Regions from separate parts of the Mus musculus genome. Here region 2 is linked to region 1. The links are chromatin contacts, called in public HiChIP or PLAC-seq maps. All regions are on one chromosome and are shown on one strand. The core of a region is the stretch at or near the end of the contact, and the rest is flanking DNA. Distances in the headings are between cores, read along the strand shown.

The links. HiChIP or PLAC-seq counts read pairs in DNA pulled down with a chosen protein or histone mark.
Region 2: a contact with region 1 is called in an H3K4me3 HiChIP or PLAC-seq map of bone marrow-derived macrophages, with 4 times the contacts expected there. The contact joins the enhancer-like site here to the promoter of 1110002J07Rik in region 1. A contact is called at or near these places in 1 of 15 datasets of contacts at CTCF or cohesin (the NIH/3T3 cell line), 6 of 484 Hi-C or Micro-C datasets (the N1E-115 cell line, bone marrow-derived macrophages, embryonic fibroblasts and 3 more), 20 of 115 datasets of contacts at active chromatin or transcription factors (the NIH/3T3 cell line, bone marrow-derived macrophages, differentiating embryonic stem cells and 11 more) and 2 of 9 other capture datasets (embryonic stem cells and liver).

The regions. Positions count from the first base shown.
Region 1 is chr10:66,918,885-66,922,047 of GRCm38.p6, reverse strand. 1110002J07Rik (RIKEN cDNA 1110002J07 gene) reads left to right here and starts at 1,664. Exons shown (of 5, transcript NR_138561.1): 1 at 1,664-1,878.
Region 2 is chr10:67,250,877-67,254,039 of GRCm38.p6, reverse strand. All of the region lies in intron 24 of Jmjd1c (jumonji domain containing 1C), which reads right to left. Among named protein-coding and RNA genes, the nearest start is that of Nrbf2, 33 kb to the left of the region's middle. Within about 2 kb of position 1,534, at least 32 of the 459 cell types and tissues checked have an H3K27ac peak or open chromatin away from gene starts, as enhancers often do. A contact at or near this core is called in bone marrow-derived macrophages and uterus, where this site is marked.

The DNA of each region.
Region 1 (3,163 bases), core at 415-2,914:
TGGAGCTTAATGTCCAAGAAAGCAGGAAACACTTCTGGAAACAGCTGTGAATGTGGCCATTCATTGATTTTTTTTTTGTCCCCATCATTAGGGCCTTCGGAGAGGGATTTCAGTTTTCAGGGCTAGGGCGCCTGTGTTCTCCTTAGAAGTACTAATGACAGGCACTTAAATTAGACCACACAGAGTTAAGGGAAATGATTCAATCCTCCATTTTCATCAGACCAGCGACTGGAGCCATCTACCTTGACCTCTCCAAGGGGTTCCAGAACAACTGTGTAATTCCCAGAAAGATAAGAGGAGGCAGGTCACTCGGTGGTTCTGAAGTCTCCCCTGTAATCCCAGGGCACACCTCAAGGCAGGAGGATGCCAAAGTACGCGGGGCAAGTTGGGTGTGAGCGGAGACGGGGGCCTTAATGGAGGGCCTGGCACTGTGACAGTGTGCAGGCCCAGTCTGGCCTGTGCGGCAGCTGCACAAGTTTTCCGGGACCGCAGCCAGCTGGTGGCTCATGGCAATGGTTTCTGGGTCCTGGCTCTGTCCCAAAACAGGCTGGAGCTCCTTAGTGTGATCCGGCCATGGCTTTGTTCTGACTCCAAGATGAAGTTTGGCTCCTGAACCAGAAAGGGGAAGGCAGGTCCATGCCCCCTTAACCCACGCTCTCCTTCCAACCAATCTGATACAGGGGACCGAGGGCGGGAGCAGAGTTAAAAGTCTAATGCTATGCAGGGTGGTTCCGCCCCCTTTGGGTCTCCTCAGCGCACCTCGACGCTAACCTTTGAACACTGAGCGCCAGCTGAGACTGAGGTCACTAAGTGCTTCAGTCTAAGGCAGAAGTCTAGAAGGTCCAGGAACACTTGGAGGTGACCCCAAACTGAGTTGCAACAATGCACGCCTTGGTTTTGCAAGACATATGATCTCCCAAATCAGGGTCTCTGAAACAGGCTACCCGGAAATCCACAGAGCTCTCAAAACAAGGTGACTCCTAATCTCCATCTCACGTTCGGTGACCATTTCCAACGGTGATGTTCCTTGACACGAAGGCTTCACTTTAAGGCATCTTTAGGACGTTTTGGTATCTGTATTGATTAGATTAGGCCATCTAAGGCAAGGCAGAAGGAGCTTGTAGACAAAGCTCCTAGACGAGACTCCAGCCTCCCGCGGCAGCTTGCTGTCCCAGCCCCTCCCATCTGGGGCTCTGAAATCGGCTTGTAAAATATAGGCTTTATTTGTAGGCTTCTCCCTCTAGTTTCAGGCTAATTCTCCTAGATTGAGAGTAACACAATAAAAGCAAGAAATTTTGTTTTGCTTGTTTGTTTGGAGTGCTTTCCTCCCCCCCCCCCCAACTCTTTTTTTGGAAACTGCAACCTCGGATCCCCACAGAGGCTGGGGGGGGGGGGGGGAGGAGTTAAGAACATCAATCAGTTTCGCAGCTGGAGGCTGAGGCTTTCCTCAGGGAAGACTTTTTACATAAAACAGATTGTACTTTGTCCTTGCCAGGGCAGACAAAGGTTTAAATTAAATATGCAGCAAGCTCCAGTTGGCTGCCTGCCACCACCCCGAGGTAGGGGGAAGGGAGACCGTGTCCCCCGCTCGCCTGACTCACTCAGTGTTTTTTTTTTTTTTTTTTTTTTCCCCTTCCCATTTCTGTTACTTCAGTGGAAGGCGCCTGCAGTCTTGGGTTGGGTTTTTCTGTAAATGCACTCTGTGAGAGATACGCAGCCTTCTGGGACCTTGGCTTCCTCTTCCATGCAAAGAGGGAGGTGACCTTTGAAGGTCTCTTCCGTATTTAACCTTTTCCGTTTTCTCTGATCTCGGTGGCAGGGATTTTCAGCAAATGCCCTAACCCTCTCTGTAGGGGGCTCACGTTCACCATTTCCAGGGTGAGTTCATCTCTGTGTAACTCGTCCTTACCTGGAGTGACTGGGTGTGTGATCTATTCTCACCATTCCTGGGGTGATCTCATCGATGTGTGATGCATCTTCACCATTCCTGGAGTAACCTCATCCATGTGAGATACATCCTTATCATTTCTGGGGTAACCTCATCTATATGTGATCTACCCTCCATTCCTGGGGTGACCTCATCTGTGTGGCACACAATGTGATTATAAAAAGACAAAGAGGTATAAGAACATGTTCTATGGGGGTGTGGTGAGGGGGGGGTGCCTCAGTGGGCCCATGCCAATGCATCCTTTCTCCCTGAAGGACCAGCCACATTCTATACTATTATATTGTATAGAATAGAATTTATTCAGGGCATGGGGAGAGGAGTTAAGTGGATAGTAGAGGCAGAGAAAGGCAGAGAGAGAGAGAGAGAGAGAGCAGAGAAGTAGAGGCCGGCCATGACCACAGGGAGAGAGGGAGAAGGGAAGGGGGAAGGGAAGAGCCCAAGAGGGCACGAGAGAAGCAAGCCGGGAAGGAGTAAGAGAGGGAGGAGGGGGCAAGCAGCCCCTTTTGTAGTGGGCCAGGCCTACCTGGCTGTTGCCAGGTAATTGTAAGATGGAATTTAGACAGAGTGCTAACCGTACACATCTTCACCATTCTGGGGATGATTTATGGATGGAAAAAAAGAGAAAGAAATGGGAGGAGCTCAGGATGTTCTTAGGTATGGTGGAGGAGAAGGTTTGTGACAGACATAAGAGAGAATACAGAATATGGACAAAAAGAGGCATCTGGGAGAGTGCAGAGTGAACATTGCCAGACTGAGCTGGACTATGTGGAGAGAGAGAGGCAGGGAAAGCAAGAAAGGAGACACTAACAAAGAGGGGTAGCCTGGGCTAAGAGATAATGTAACCGAAATGGCTGAATTGTATAGGAGCCAGAGAGGCTGGGGGAAGGGAAAACCCAGTCCAGCCTCGTGGCTGGAGAAGTTTAGGGTATGGGGTGGAGTATGCCAGCCAGGAGGACCCTGGAATGGGTAGAGACTCAGGGATGGTGGGAAAACTTGGTGGCCAGGGTCAGCTTTGATATGGTAATAGTAACCTCTGTTAGCTGTTTGTCTTGGGTTTGAGACCTAACAGTTTGATTTATATGTGATCCATCCTCACCATTCCAGGCATGACTTCCTCACCTCATCTATGTGTGATCCATCCTTGACATTCCTGGGGTGACTGGGTGTGTGAAGGTCTAACTCCACCTCCACCCCACCCCCACTCCAGACCTCTTG
Region 2 (3,163 bases), core at 285-2,784, 330 kb before region 1:
GAAAGGAAATGCAACTTAGTTCATTTGCTCGGCACCGGGGACAGAACGTTAGTTCCACTTAATCTACTGGCCATACAGGAGTTTCAGAATGGTTCTAGAAGTTTTATTTGTGCCTTTGTTTCAAATTAGCCAATTAAAGAGATTCTCTGATCTCAGGTGACTTTAGTCTAAGTTTTTCAAATTCATGTTGTTGACTAAAAGGTTTTCTTCAGGAGCCAGTCAGCATATGCCATTTGTTTAGCAGTTACACCTTCTGTACATCCTTGTTCCTAATAACTGCTTTCTCTTAATGCTTTGTATAGCAGAGGAAGGCCCAAGGGGATCTAATGTGAGATTTTAAAATTGTCTTTAGGTTGTCTTCAAATGATGTTTTAAAACGCCATAAAAATTCCTGGGAAAGAAGGAACAACTGAAAAACTAAGCACTTCCATTTAGTCTAGTTTTGAAGTTTGCAAAACAAATGTAATTGGGAAGAGTGAGATGAGGCAGAGAGGAAGTGGGAAATGGAGACTGTGGCAGAGTCTAACTGATGACAGGGGGATGGGACTCCAGAGGGGCTACAATTCCTCCTCTGGACATATGACCACCTGAGCAGCTGCTGAAGTCTGCAGAGTTGTTTAACTCAAGCACTGGCCTCTAGTGACAAGCTGGTAGCATCATAAAGTAAGCGCTCTGTTTCTGGGCTCACTGGGATGCTGGTTCCTCTGGAGAGTAACAGTGGGAGCCTCACATGTCTCCCTGGGTCTTCCTTATGTCTGTAGAACAGATGCTCTATTCACAACAGTAGACTATGGATGAGATGCTCAGCTCCTGTCCCAAGACAAATCAGCCAATAAATGGCAAGTCAACAGGAGGCCAACTCCTGTGATGTCTTGTCTAACAGATGCTTTACACTGCTACATTAACTCTCATACCAGCTACACAGTCTCCAATGCCTGTGTCTCCTATGTCTTATCTGGGCATGCTGTGGGGAGAGTGAGTCCTTCAGGAGTCTTAGCAGTTACCTTTGGTATGTTTAGCTCTAGCATGACCTAAAATCAGTTGTAGCTCTCACTCCCATCTTTTGTTCAATGTCTTGTTCTTTTCACTCTCTTCATCCTCTGTCCTCGTGCTTTGCTCTCTGAGTTGTCTGTAAGCCCCAGGTCTGGAGTGTGCGTGCGTCACTCCAGGCTGACAGAGGGGCTGGGCATCTGCACATTACTATGTGAGCTCTGGTAAGCATCTTCCCTTTCCCCAAGCGCTGGGTCCTGGTCACTGAGAGCTGCAGCAGTCCTTCTCGCCACTCTGTAGAGTCTCTGAAAAGGCTCTATTTCTTGCTGGGCGTGGTCAGGAAGGAACTGTCCCATTTTTTTTTTTTTTTTTTCTTTCCAGTGGTTAGCTGTGTGCTGACAGAGATTTCCTTAAAGAGACTTTCTTTTAAAAGTGCCTCCTGGCTCTTCTGAACTTTGTGTCACTGCCCAGAGCTCGGAGAGGCTGTGTCAGCACTGACAATTTATGGCTGCTTTAAACTGTTTTCCTGCTCACAGGACTGTATGTTTCTGACAACCGCTATCTGGTGGATCTCTCGGGAAGCTTGAGTCCAGCTCTAAAGCAGCACAGCACTGAGTTCCCATTCCATTCACGCCCTCTCTTTAGCCATCCAAGCCACTAGTCATCCTGGCTGGGATTCTAAGGAGGGAGGGAGGAAAACAAAGCCTTTCACGTTTATAGTCAGAGTGTCATCTTTTCAAAAGGGATTCTTCATTATCTTGGTACAGTATCTGGTTGTCTGGGAAGATATTATGTGAGAAGGTTTTGCCATGCATTTCTTCTGGACAATTTCTTCTGCAGACAATTTGCAACTCTTAAAAATATCAAGTCACAGTGCTGAACCAGTCTAGAAACTAAGGGCAAACTTATTAATTCATGTTCTTTTCCTTTCTGTTTCTCTCCCTGTTGTGGACTGGGAGGTGGGGGTGGGCGTGGTGGGGAAGGGAGAGACTGTTTCTCCCCAGTCACTGCTCAGAGGCTAGAAACGCCATCCTGCTGCTGTCCTAGCAGTGTTAGTCCGAGAGAAGCAGTGTCACATGGTTCAGTGTGAACATCTATCAGAGTGTAGTTCCCAGGTGGTAACATCAGGATTGACTATCAGAACTGTGAAAGCGCAGGTTCCTCCCAACCAGACTTCCAAAGATCAGCAAAACTAGGAGTGGGGTTGGCACCTGAGTGTGACTAAGCCTCCCAGAAAGGAAATCGACATCAGACTGCTGCGAATCTCAAGCCAGCCCCATCATAACAAAACACCATCATCTCAAACTGCTGTCCTTTCCTTCAAACCCCAACCACAGGCTAAATAATACATCTCAAAGGAGCAAGGGCTATCGAGGAAGCAGAGAAAATGAAACACACCCGTGGGGAAAGGGCCAACCATTTTAGAGGACAGAGGGAGCTTCTTAAAAGCTAGTTGTACATTTATCGTTTAACTAGGCACATCCCACTAGCCAATATTTACCAAGTGAAAGACCATGTTGGTATAGAAGCCTACCTGTAAATATTTATATGTATTTATTGTCTAAAATAAAAACAACCCAAATGTATTGCAGTTGGAAAGCCCGAGCTCTCTCCTCCTCAAATTCCCGTGCTGCCACAGCTCACTAGCAACAAAACAGACCACGGTTCTAAACACTATTGATGATGCTAAAGTTCATTGTAAAGAAAAGCCAGAGTTACCGAGTATTTATTGTGGGTAAGAAAGGTGGCTCAGTGGTTAAGAACAGGTACTACTGTGAGTTAAGTTGCCAGCTTACATATGGTTAACACCCATGCACATAAACACATGAGTACATAATTTACAAAGCTGTGCCATAACAAAGAATGGCCGCCGCAATGGTCATATTTGGAAGCTCAGCAACTGAAATGAGGTGCGGTGGCACACACCATAACCCCAGCACTCGGGAGCAAGAGGCAACAAAACTACTGCGTTCAAAGAGAGCCAGGTCTACAAGCAAGACTCTTTCAAACAACCCGGTACTTGGAAGGCTGACAGGAGGCCAGCTTGGCTCACATGACTCAAAACATCACAATAACCCTGATACTTAAGAAGCTAGACATGCAGACAAGAACCTCCAAGTACATCTCTCCCTATTATCAAAGCATCTGATACATTTCTTCTACCATACATACA